Linked DNA regions of Drosophila melanogaster: all the other regions are linked to region 2. A link is a contact called in public Hi-C data. All regions are on one chromosome and are shown on one strand. The core of a region is the stretch at or near the end of the contact, and the rest is flanking DNA. Distances in the headings are between cores, read along the strand shown.

Region 1 (4,219 bases), core at 768-3,267, 140 kb after region 2:
TCGGTCTTAACATTGAATTTCCCTGAGACGGCTCTTATCGCCCGAAGTAGCACTACACATTAGTTATCAGCAGAACTAAACAAATAGAGAATTCTGGTCGATCGATAAGCGGAGAGCAACTGTAGTTCTATCACAGCACAACTGACTCATTCAATTTGGCAACGAAATAAATACAACATTATCTATTGTTCTGTTACAGATAAGCATGAGTTTTTTATGTACGGAAATACCTATCGCCACGGTGCACTTCATTTTGCGACCACGACTGTGTCGATTAGCCCACAGGTAGACCGGCGTGCAAAAAGGGGTTGCAAAAACCAGAAGTCGCACTCCGACTTGTCAGCCTGCAGCTGCCAAGGTGGCAAGGACAAGGGGACGAATGAATGTGACTCAACGAGAAGTTGACTCAACCCGGGGGCAAGGAAACATTGGAGTTGGGGGTCACGGAAATGCAGCCGAAAATGGCGATCCAAAAAAAAAATCAATGATTTTTGTGGTTTTGTTTGAGTGCTGAAGAAGAAATGGTACTTTGGCTTCAAGTTTTTGTTTTAAGATCACACAACCACAAAATATAAAGTAAGGATCTTCACTGAATGAATTATGTATTCCAGCTCTTTTTCTTATCAGCTAAAATGTTAATTTCTAATCAGAAAAGGGAAATAAAAAACTGGCCTATGTGCAGATTAAATTATGGTATAAATAAAACTACAATATATACAGATATATCAAAGGCCTTGACCTGAAACTTAAAAGCGAAATGCCGCTCTGATAAGAAGCATTAAAGAAGAGCTTTAAAAGTAGGTAGTATAGCAGAAAAGATTTTAAATATATATTGTTTCAAAATATAATCAATTTAAAGATGAATACTATCTCCTGACTGATTATAATTACTTAATGGAATATTTTGGCTCTTAATGAGATCACAAAATAAACAACCGCATTTTACAGAGTATTTAGTGAGAAATTGTTCTTTGTAATATGTAAAATGCTCGTTGACACATCTAGAACAATATCGACAAAATTCTTTTTAAATATGTTGAAATCAAATTGCTGAACATTGCAAATTTTTTCTGGCCCCCAAATGCCATGAAAATTATTTTGCAACCGCAATTTTAAAGTGCATCTCTTCCTATTGGAAGTTTCCATTTAAGCGGGATGTCCAATAGGAAAATATGATATGCCATTAATTCACCCTTATTTAACAGATATTTGAATATATTACTAGATAGTAAACATTGGTGGGCACTCACTTATCATCGAGATCGACGGGCAGTCGCTTGAGCTCCGACATGTCCAGCTCCAGTCGCAGATTGGACACTTCACAGAGCAGGCGATCGCGTTCCAGACTCAACTCCTTGATCTTGGCGTGCAGGGCATTGTTCTCCCGGAGCAGCTCGTCCACATTGTAGGGCATCGCATGCACATGGTGATGGGGCATGTTGATGGAGAGGGGCAGGGGCAGGGAAACGGGTCCAGGTGGGGCGACACCCCCAGCGGAACCGCCCGGCCCTCCTTGGTTTCCCACAAACATTATGGAGCTGGCCATCAGCAGGGACTGCGTGGTCTGATGCAGCAGCAATTCCTGGTCGCCATCCGAGTTCTGGGATAGATTCTTCAGATCGGCCTCGGACATGTTTTGTTTATAACCTTAGCGGGGATCGGCTGCACTCCTAATCGATGTGCTTTTGTGGCCAAAACATTATAGCCCCGCCACGCACACGCACTCGCGCGAATGAGGGAAGGTGGTGGAGAGGGTGATAAAACAGCGAAACAGGCAGAACCACTTTGAATCTCACAATAAGAACTGAAAATGCAGCTTGCTGCGAGTTGAAACTTCACTCGTATTGTAATTGAATGACCTTCGTATATTATACTTCAGAGCCAGCACTTCGAATCGCGAGCAACAGTTGGTGCGGATCGGAGGGGGATTACGAATATTCTCGGAATTACGGATTTTCAATTCACGCGCGACGAAAAACACGACGCACTCGTCGTTCGACGTTTGGAAACAGTGTGGACGTGCTGGGGGGCACCGCAGTGTGACCATAGAGCATGCAACTCAAAATACGCTATCGTATTCAAAAAATATACCGCATCAAATGTGGCATTTTAAGACGACCGTTTTATTTTAAAATATATTGTTGTTTTCATCTTATTTAAGAAGGGCATAAACAATCTTAAGTTTATGCTCATTATTATACATAAGCATTTTCTTTCTTTGATAAATTTAAAACTCATTAAATCTAAATATGTGTGCATTAATTAAGATTTATTTTGGAACTGCCAATGATCCATTCCTGGTTGATCTAGTTCACCACAAAAATATTCTATAAAATTGGTATTGTAATAATAAGCCGACATGAAGAACCAAAAAAATATAACCATTATACTAACTGGGCCACCAGGTGCAAATTTAGCTGGGAAAATATTTGCTATTTGTTTATTATGTATGTAATCATGATTTTCAGGAGTGGGTAAAACTACACTGGTCCACAAAATATGCTCGGCTCTGCAGGATAGAGGACGCATTCTTCAAGGATTCTACACAGAGGAAATGCGAGGTGAGGGCACCAGCCAAAGAATCGGCTTCGACGTGGTCACGTTAGCCGGAAAACGAGCAATCCTATCTCGCAAGAATCCCGGGGACCAGCTGCGACGACCCAAAGTGGGAGAGTATTCGGTGTTTGTGCAGGACTTCGACAGTCTCGCTCTGCCAGTACTTGGCACACAGGATTCCCAACCAGAGCCGGATCTCCTGGTCGTGGATGAAGTGGGCAAAATGGAGCTGCTTAGCAAGCGATTTGAGTCGGCCATGGCTGATCTCCTGAAGAAAAAGCGGGCCCTATTGGTCACCATACCCGAGAAATCAACATTGGCTTTGGTGGAGCAGCTGAGAAAGTCAGCAGGATCCAAGATTTACCAGGTGACCAAATTCAATAGGAACGCCTTGGCTGGAGAGATTACAGAAGAGATTACAAAAGCACTTCTTTAACAAAGTAAAATTGTTGGTCTTTTTAATAGTGCCTAGATGTATAATCGTGCTGCCGATTCTCCGCCGCTGGGAGATCATCATCCGATGCTACGCATCCACGGAGCCAGTTGTTGAGTGATTCATTGCGGGCGGCGGCATGGCTGAAGTCAGTGACTGGGATTCGCTCTTCCTCGTCGAACGTTTCCGAACACGTTTGGTTTCCCTAGCCCAGTCCATTTCATTGTAGTGCTGCTCGGAAGCGGTCCAGTGGTACTCCTGTCGGCTGACCAGTTCCGGGTACTTTTGCTCGAACTCCTTGTCGGGTGGCAGTAGCAGCTCCCACCGTTTTGTGTTATTCACCCGGGCCACAGTCTTCAAAACGTCAAGTGTTTCCGCAGGAGGTAACTGGGTGGCGGCCATTACCTGAGCTCGGAACAGGTAGGGCGTGCGGGAGAAACGAAAGAGCTGCGGATGGATTTGAGGAGATTAGTACAAGATAAGTGATCGCTACACCCATACTATAACTCACTATATAATCTCTGGCGCGAATCATCTGCTCTGCGGACACACCGTTCGCATGGGAAAGCACCTTCTCGGGAAAGACCACCTCGGATTTCGGCACCCAGTTGCCGTGCAGTAGGATGCCCACCTGGGGCAGCAAAGCCAGCACCTTGTCGGCAGCCACATGCGGATCCACGTGCTCCGCGAGAATACTAATGACGTCGCTGAACGAGAGCATCCGCGCATCTCTCAGTAGCACTGTAAGCTGTTCCAGCAGCGGCATAGACTTAAGCATGGCCTTGTTGTAGACGGGAAGTACTTGGGCGGCAGCAGAAGCAGCTGCTGGGGCTACCGTCTGCACATGCTCGTCGTAGGGCAGAAGCTTTCGAAGATATTCGTCAGGAGCGAGAGCCAAAGAGGAACTGCCGTGATGACTGGTGGCAAAGAGCTTCTGGCGCTCCAGTTCGGCGGTGGGCGTGCCCCTCGAGTGCCAGTAGGCCTCGCACCACGGCTCATCCGCAATTCGCTGGACGAAACTGTCGTAGGTGCCGACACGTTGCTCCTTTCCGCTGTTTTTGGCATTTCCTCGTGCAAATTTAACCGTGACCTGCTGCAGCACCTCGTCATCGTCCGTGTCCTCCGTTTGAGCCTTCAGTTCCGCCTTCTTGCGCTTGTCGTCCTTATCGAAGTGACTGAGAACGGGTCGCATTTGGACTATGGATGTAAGTGGCGACAGATGCACCTCCC
Region 2 (4,604 bases), core at 126-2,625:
GAGGGGTCCGGGTATCTTATCCTCCGGTCGGATTTGCATCACATGGTTAACGAACCCCGTGTCCAGAAAGGGCACTCGCAGCTCCACGCCCTTGGCCATGGCCACCTTGTTGGCCCGCAAACAATCGGATAAATGCAGCTGGCGCACTCTCTTCACCAGCTCCTCGTGGAAATCGTTGTAGCTTGGGGCCTTGTGGAAGTATAAATACCCTCCAAAGATCTCATCGGCTCCTTCGCCGGAGAGGATCATCTTGATGCCTGTGCTCTTGATATATCTAGCTAGTAGCAGCATGGGCAAACTACATCTCACTGTGGTCACATCATAGGTTTCAAGGTGGTAAATAATATCCCTAATGCCATCCAGAGCTTCGTCGATCTCGAATATGATCTCCTTGTGATCGCTGTCTATATATTTGGCCACACTCCTGGCCGCCTGGAAGTCGGGTGCATCCCTTAGACCCACAGAGAATGTTTTCAGCCGGAAGTTGGGATCCCGTTCGCGCATTATCTTCGTGGCTATGGAGGCTATAAGACTGGAATCCACTCCGCCGGATAGCAGGGCTCCCATTTGAACATCGCACTGCAGATGACTGCGCACGGCAAACTCCAAGTTGGCTCGCAGTAGGGATAATTCGCAGGTTTGTGTGGGCACCTCCTTGATCCAAGACTGCTGAAACTGCCAGCATGTTTTAAAGTCACCAACTTTACCGAAACGAGCCTCGCCAGGTGTGAAAGTCTCCACTTTGGAGCAGGTATCCACCAGGCACTTCATCTCCGAGGCCACCCAAAGGTTTCCCGACGCATCCTCACCCACATACATGGGTATAATGCCAAAGGGGTCTCGGGCAAGAAGCACTTCCTTGGTCTTCCTATCGTACAAGGCAAAAGCAAACATTCCAGTGATGTATTGCAGAAGATCCTTTCCATAATCCTGGTACAGTTCCAGTATCACGTGGCAATCGCTCATGGGGTTGTAGGAGCCACGCTTTTTCGCAATCTCAGCCGAAAGCTCCAGATAATTGTAGATCTCTCCATTGGCCACCAGGATGAGGTTACCATCTTCAGAGACGAAGGGTTGGTCGCCCATTTCCACGCCAATGATTCGCAGGCGTTCATGAATCATGGCCACCCCTTCCAAGGAATTCACATAGACCCCCGTGGAATCTGGACCCCGATGCCGATGCTTGCCACTCTGTCGATAGGCCAGTTCCCTTAAACTGTGTTTGCTTCCATGGAGGATTTGCGTGGGTATCGGCTCCCCATCCCTCGAAAATATGGCAAAAATTCCGCACATTTCTCGCTTATCTTTGCAGTAATTTCAACTGTATTTTTTTTTAACGAAGCGGCCCGCACTTTGCAAAGTCCGAAAACTGAATGAAGCTTTTCAATGGCGTGCACTCTTATTTATGGCCAAAGCTCTCTAGATTTAATTTCATTTTTATACTTACTCTCGTCAACAGAGCTTATTTCCACGTGCAACTAGTTCCTTCACCCCGTTTCTAGAATCCTGAGACACATAAATGTTGGTAGGTAACAGCTCCCTGAGATTAGGGCTCTTATCAAAAATTACTATTGATGAGCGGCCATTTAGTAATTTGTGCTAATCTTATCGGAAGGAGAACAGCTGTCAGCAGCTTAAAACTTGATAACGAATAGACGGTAAACATTTTAGGTTTAGCTATGTGCATTTTTACTCTCTAAACGCGCTCTGAAACTGAAACTCACAGCTGATTTTTCTTTATCAACGATTTCGTCATCCAATTTACTCTACTTTTGGGGTGGTTAGACTGCTCAGAAATTAATTAACAAAAATATTTTGTAATCTTCCATGTGCTTAATTATACATCTCCCAATATGATTTCTTTTGGAAAGAGTTTTAAAAATTAGTATTAACAAATAAATAAGATTAGATGCCGTTTATTAAATTATTGATAGTGTATCTGCAGAGTAGCATATATCAAAGTGAGTTGTTTCTCGATTTAATGTTGGCTTCATGCCAGGGTTAAGAAAAGTGTGAATTCGGAGAACAGACCGGTTTTTTATCAGTTCCTTAAAAAATTCGTTTGGAATGAGAATATACAAATAGTTTTAATAGCATCAATAGCAAAAATACATTAATTCATTGAATAAATTGCCGTAAAATTAATATTATTATTATTTTAGCGGCATTAAAGAAAGCTCAGTAACATCTGTTTACTATCTGCATTAACAGAATGTTACCGAAAAGCTCCCCGAAATACAGCCCGCTGTTAACTAACATGGCGCCGCGCCAACAGGTGGTTTCCTATGAACCACGTCGCGTACTTCGACTTCGGTCCATGCGATAAATATGTCAAGTAGCCGCAGATAAACAGAAATCTCCCGTGTTTAATTATGCAGACGTTTTAATTACGCATCTAACACTGACGAATTTGTACAGTGATGTCATACTACATATTTGGATGGTGCGAGCTTCTGTAAATAACCGAGATTTATAACCCGAGGTTCGCGAATCCGCTCCTGGAATTCTGTCGTGCGCGCTTGTTGCTTCCAAGTCGTTTTGTCGGCAACGAACGGCCTTTCAATTCAGTTGCCGATGGAACGCGACACTGTGCGGCAGGAAGTTGCGTATACGACGCATTGTCACTCGGCTAGCGACGTGGATCGGAAGTCCTTTATATGGGCGAGCGCTCCTCGATATCAATTTCCCTTTCGAAAATGCCCGTCAAGGTGCTAAGTGCGCGTAATTAGTCGAAATTCAATCAATTCAAAAGAATCTTAAATTGAGTTACGTCGACGAAATGGAGGCTGGTAAGCCAAAATGTGCAAAGTGAATTTTCGTGGGCAATCACCGCCGAAAATTGTGCGTAAAAAAAGTAATCAAAAGTATCAGCTCAATCATTTTATGACTTTAAGATGATAGTCAATCAAGGAGTCCTTAAAAATGTATTTAAAATGGAAAATAAATTAAGAAAAAATCAATCTTGGAATTCCGAATCGAATCAGAAAAATTTAGCCCTCTTTGTTAACCAAAAACCATAAAAACGGACACAACTTTCAACACGAAAAGTGAAGGTAATTTATGTGCTTCTCAAAAATATCAAATCAAAATCAAATAAAATAAACTTTTTACTGGTACCGAGCCCGAAAATCGAAGGGAATCGAGCGTGACCTATTACTGTCACGTCCGTTTCCGGAATTCCGAGTGAGGTGGCCAAAACACGGGCCCCAACTTTTGGGTCACGTTCGCTGGCTGAACGAATTCAAATGGCCCAAGACCCATTTACCAGATCCAGATGTGCATTGCCATAAAATCGCTGACAGATAGAGCAACTGCCAAGTCGGGGCCAATTAATTGAAAAGTTTCTACGCCGCCAAAATCAAATCAACAATATTTCCCAAGTATTTTGGCTTGAAATTCGAAGTGGAAGTTTTTAACAATGTTATTGGCGGTGGGAAATGGGCACTGCACTGCTACAATTATATTTAATTAAAATTTTAGTTCGTTCTAAAAATTTAGTCATAATATTTTATGAGTAACTTTTGGGAGTATTTTTCAATTTTCAACGCTCAAAATTTGCCCTTATCGCACATAATTATTAACTGAGTCATATAGTATTAAAAATAATAATTTTTTGTTCAAACGTTTCTACATTTGTAACTCATTTTAATTTGTTCAATAGGTCTGTAATATAACATAGGATTGAGTCCTTTCTTTCAGTGCACTGTTGTGGCTTGTTGTTGTGTGATATGCTGTAAGGATACGGATACGGATGCGACGGAAATGGATAACCATGTTGTTTGCAGTCGGCGGAAATCAATTCGCATTACTGCAGCCTCAGTGAGCTGCCCAAAAAACTTTGTGCGCAGCGGGCAAAACGCAAATAAATTGGTGGTTTTAAGGACCCACTCGAATCGGGGGATGATTAGACCCTTTGGCCACCTTAAGCCACATCGGGCCACCTATGGCCACCCTTTGCCACCACGCTGGTGTCTAGCCGCGTGGAGTGATTGACCCCGGGGTGACCCTAAAAATAGGAGTGGGCAGCATCCATTCCGACTATTTTTAATCGCCCGCTCGCTGACTGTCACTATCTTTAAGCTCTTAATTATTTTTGTTTTGTTTGGGGTCAGTGTTACGTGACACAAATTTTGTTTTCGGCACTAATAGTTGAATGACCAGTAGCGTAGTCTACTTCTCGGTCCACGAAAAAGGGCCACGCCCTCCCCTAATTGGTGGGTGTGTGTGTGTGAGCGACAGTATGTGCGCTTGTTTGTCATAATCAAATATCTTAACACGCAAGCTCAGACCCTTTCGCCTCTTTCGACCAGGCTTCTGCCCCTTTTCATCAGGACCCTAATGACATGGCCACTAATCGGGGCAAAAGTTGCCACTGCTGCAGTTCTTAATTAGCAATTTGACGCATTATGCCGCCGAGCTTGTTGGCATGTGCGGGCATTAAGTCCAAACCGTCTGCAGGATTAGGACCTGAGAGGTGAAATTAACTGGGCTCCCGGTTGATGAGAATGATGCATAATAAGCGGCTAGTTCCAAGTAGAAAAAACAGGTGGCTTAAAAAAGATACACCTGCCTGGAGGGCGAAAGGTCAGACAGAGGCTAATATG
Region 3 (4,103 bases), core at 505-3,004, 160 kb after region 2:
TTCTCTGCGATCACAGCTATCAGTAAATATCTAAATAAGGCCGCAACGGAAATAAAATAGGTTGTTATTGGTGAAGTTTATCCAAAGTCTCTTTAAGATTTCTCCCCAGCAGCTGCCATAACAAGTCTTAAATTAGGAATGCGCTATTTTCCGTACGTCATTTATAAGAAGATTGTACAGACACGGAACTTTCGTCACGACAGGGTAAACAAATGATAGGAGCTACCCTACACATATGTATAAGTAGATAGTGCAGTGATAGTTATCAGTTGAGTGTATTACAGAACCTATTTGGCATTAGTCTGGCTACCATTACCTGCTTACATACGCATTTATGACTAATTACTGCTAACTCTCTATTAACCCATTACAGACTGATTTATGTGGAATAAAGTGGCGGAAGTTCGTTAACGGGGAGCGACCGAACGCATCGAGCGATCCTTTGGCGGACCCGATCCTGCGCTCATATTCGCGATGCATCCAGGCGGACATGCTGTGCGTGTGGAGGAGGGTCCAATCCACGAAGACGGACCACGCCGACCCGAATGCCTTAACCTTCGAGATGACCACGTCGACCAAGGTCCACCCGCCCCTTTCGCTGGCCGCCGCCAAGGAGCTATGGATCTTCTGGTACGGCGAGGAGCCCGATCTCAGTGAACTGGTCGATGCCGAGCTGCTCCGAGTAGCGGGTAAGTTTCTAGACCGAAGACGGTTCGAATAAAATGTGAAAGCTAAATATGAAAGCTAGTTACCGGTACTAGCCACGAGGTATACAATATGACATTTTCATAGAAGTTTCTAAATAGGTAAACCTATTTACCACTTAAAATTCGATGTGTTACATTTAAGATTGATTGTATTATTTTCTTGCTCTCCCTTTCTCTCCCACACACACACAGGCACACACATACCCGTTCTCACTCACACATCCAAGTGGGTGATGAATTTAATAAAGCTTCAAGGCCACATCCATCGCATGCAATTGCAACAACAAATTTTGCCATCTCTTTGACGGTTATGTGTGTGTGGGTGTATCTGTGTGAGAAAAGCCAAAACAAATGCGACACACAAACAAACAACAGAGAACTCGCGAAATACATTTCGATTGCGGCAGATGATTATTATTATTGCTCTCCTGATTCTCTCCACTTTTTTCTCCATCCCCCGTTGTTTCGCAATCTTTCTCCCTCGCCTTTTCATTTTCCTTAGGCGTCATTCAACTCACATGGCGTCGTATTGAACCGTCAGCAACAGAAAAGAGAAAGAACTAAAGGAAAAAAGCAACAACTGTCAATCGTAGGCGGTTGTCTTCTCTCTTCCGCCGAATTTCACACGAAAAAAGAAAAAGTTCTTCCTATATGTTATACACATGCATTTTTTTTCGGAACATTGTAACGCAAAGGTTCAAATTAAATATGCAATTGATCCAAAACCGAGTTCTAATCGAAAGTGTCTTATAAACATGAATGTATATATAGTTCCTAGCTAGATTAAATTATTATGTTAAAAATATTTTAACGTGGCTTACGAATTTACATTACAAAACCCCTAAAAAGTCCTTAAATCCTATTCCTTTTTTCCTTGTGCATAAAAGAAGGAAAGAGGAAGCAGTAGTGCCGAAACGTCACCTGTCATTTGCAATGTTTTCGCTAGCTTTCTCTCTCTTTCGCTCTCCGTCGCTCTCGGGTAATTATGCAAACGAAGAAGAAAGGTGCTCTCGCGCTCTCCCCCTGCTCAGCGTCCCTCTCGCTCGCTCCTTCGAGGGTTGTTCAATATCAATACACACTACTGGCCTTCGAAAGAAGCTCGTTCTCTTTCCCACACCCTATCTCCATTTCTTTCTTCTCTTATCAGCCATTGCGTGCGGCTACTATTTATTCAATATTTTTGTTATTGCCTCATTATCTCTGACCACTAACTACGTACTACACTACGTACATTGTTCATAGTAGAATTTGAATTTAAGTTTCGGCTTTTCCACGGCAAATTCCATTACCCACCAAGCAACCGCAGGTCGCCCGAGATCCGTAATCCCGTTATCTGCAGACCCATTTAATAGATATTTCAAAACTTTAATTAAATATGATTGGTAAAAAGTTCTCAATGTTTCAAAGATTCAAAGATGGTTTCTTATTAACCAGTGATTGAAACAATAAAGAACAACAAAAATGTGAAGGCTTTTACTTTAGATCATAAAGTGGAACGCCAGATAAGGAGCTCCCACCAATTATGTTTTTAACTGAGAAGACCCTCTTCTTTAAATATTATTAAATTAAATATTCAATTAAAACATTTTTGTTTAATTAAATTGCCTATCTAAACTAAAAGTATCTTACAATACGCTTCTTATCCATTTCATAAAGCATAATTATAAATAAATAGTACAGCGTACATACGTAAGAGATCATAATTATCTTAATAGTTCATTAGTTTCCATTAGAACTACAAATTTTGCATCCGTGTATAGCTACAGAAGTTCTCCTTTACCCACCGTTTCTCTTTTGAAGTTCTCCGACCGAGATACGAGATAAGGAAGTTTGACTGTATCTTTTGTTATCTGCCTACGTCATTGTGGCCCAATAAGTTTACAGTTTGCTTGTTCCGCCGTCATGCATTAACCCCTTTTTGAGGCGCGCTTTTTTTACCGTCTGGAGTTGAGAGTTGTATGCACGTCGCTTCCATCGCTGATGAGATTTCGCGTTGTTTTTCGTTTTAGCCTTTGTCATTGCGTTATTTTATTTATTGCACTTTTAATGACAAGGACATTGACTAATTGCATTGACATTACTTTGTCTGCGTTTTTTGGTCGAATTTTCGTATGCTTTTTATAGCTTTTTCGGCCATAAACAACACAACTGGCGAAAAAAATTTTCGTCTTGTTGGTGTGTGTGTGTGCGTGCTCGCAAGTGCGTGTGAATGAAATTCTGAAAGGGTGAGAAGAGTGGCGAAGAGAGAGCGCCTTGTAGTTACTGTTACTGTCTCTCTGAGTTGCTGTACATGAAAACGGCAACGCCGCAAATCTCAGCCAGTCAGCACAGTGGCACAAAAATAACATTTACATGACATAAAATAGGTGCTGTAGAATATAAGATCCCAAATTACAATGTATTCTAGCACTGTTTCGAAACAAAAAAAAAAACAACACACACACACGACTTGACAATGACAAGTATTCAAACAGTTTGTTGTACTTCGATAGCATACGATTTTTACCTTAAACAGCTGTCACTTTTGCGTGTGTGAGTGCTGGGGCAGCTGTGTGCGTGTGCTCCAAAATTGGAGCCAATAATTATGCGGTGCTCTCTGAGAATAATAGAGAAAGATTCGAAGAGATATTCTCTCTTTTTCGATTCTTGGCTCTCAATGAGCTTAAACTGGTTTGCAAGCTTGGGCTTAATTACAATGCGCTTTCTTGCTCATTTATTATGTTATTTTTAAGTCTTTTGCATTCGTGTGGTTTTACCTGCTTTTTGGTTTCTCGATTTGTTATTGCGCTTACTAAACATTTTTAAATGTGTGTGCGCTCAGATTATTGACCTTGATCCAACATTTGTTGCTGCTTGTTGTCATGTGTGTTCGTTTTTTGTTTTCATTATGTGTCACGCAAATGCAAAACTGCTAAATAACGCTCTCTTAATTACACGTTACAGTTGTTGTGAAATTCTCACGCACATTCTTAGAAAGAGAGAGCGGTAAAGAAAAGATCTGCTGCGATAGCAAAATGTTAACCTAAAATAGCAATTTTTTCGGGCCACAAACAAGAAGAGCAGCTAGTGAGTGTGTGGGTGAACAAGAACGAGTGCACGCCTAGCGGCACTTTGTCTCCCAAACAACCACTCTCTCTCTCTTACTCGCTACTTTGCACAGAGCGACTTTCCACCTCTCTCTTTAAAAACGTCTGAGTGGGAGAGAGAGAGGAGCAGCAACATGTGCACAAACCACACGTGCTAAAAAAATACACCCACACAGACGGCTTCAACGTGTTTGTGGAATTTGCATTGAGCAGTCGCCGTCGATTCCGATTCCCCGATTCCGATTTACCCGATTACAATTCCTGTTCCAAAGCCAAGAAATTGGAAAAAGAGGGAGATCAGGATATTTAG

Evidence for each region. Hi-C and Micro-C count contacts between places; a contact is called where the count stands out from the background.
Region 1: a Hi-C map of the Kc167 cell line shows a contact between it and region 2, with 6 times the contacts expected there. A contact is called at or near these places in 8 of 107 Hi-C or Micro-C datasets (the Clone 8 cell line, the Kc167 cell line, the S2 cell line and 2 more) and 4 of 7 datasets of targeted methods (the Kc167 cell line and the S2 cell line).
Region 3: a contact with region 2 is called in a Hi-C map of the Kc167 cell line, with 3 times the contacts expected there. A contact is called at or near these places in 4 of 107 Hi-C or Micro-C datasets (the D17-c3 cell line, the Kc167 cell line and embryo).

The regions. Positions count from the first base shown.
Region 1 is chr3L:21,032,333-21,036,551 of dm6, reverse strand. It overlaps siz (schizo), which reads right to left and starts at 2,017. Exons shown (of 6, transcript NM_168881.3): 1 at 1,251-2,017. The coding sequence starts at 1,633. Polr3E (RNA polymerase III subunit E) reads right to left here. Exons shown (of 3, transcript NM_079468.4): 2 at 3,501-4,219; 3 at 2,991-3,436. The coding sequence ends at 3,080. CG10581 reads left to right here and starts at 2,349. Exons shown (of 2, transcript NM_141022.4): 1 at 2,349-2,405; 2 at 2,469-2,998. The coding sequence starts at 2,360. The coding sequence ends at 2,992.
Region 2 is chr3L:21,169,889-21,174,492 of dm6, reverse strand. AsnS (Asparagine synthetase) reads right to left here and starts at 1,375. Exons shown (of 1, transcript NM_206410.2): 1 at 1-1,375. The coding sequence starts at 1,293. Ac78C (Adenylyl cyclase 78C) reads left to right here and starts at 2,563. Exons shown (of 24, transcript NM_079470.5): 1 at 2,563-2,841. It overlaps chb (chromosome bows), which reads right to left and starts at 1,640. Exons shown (of 2, transcript NM_168882.2): 1 at 1,448-1,640.
Region 3 is chr3L:21,008,797-21,012,899 of dm6, reverse strand. It overlaps skd (skuld), which reads left to right. Exons shown (of 13, transcript NM_168879.3): 3 at 374-689. Among named protein-coding and RNA genes, the nearest start is that of scaRNA:PsiU6-40, 4.3 kb to the right of the region's middle.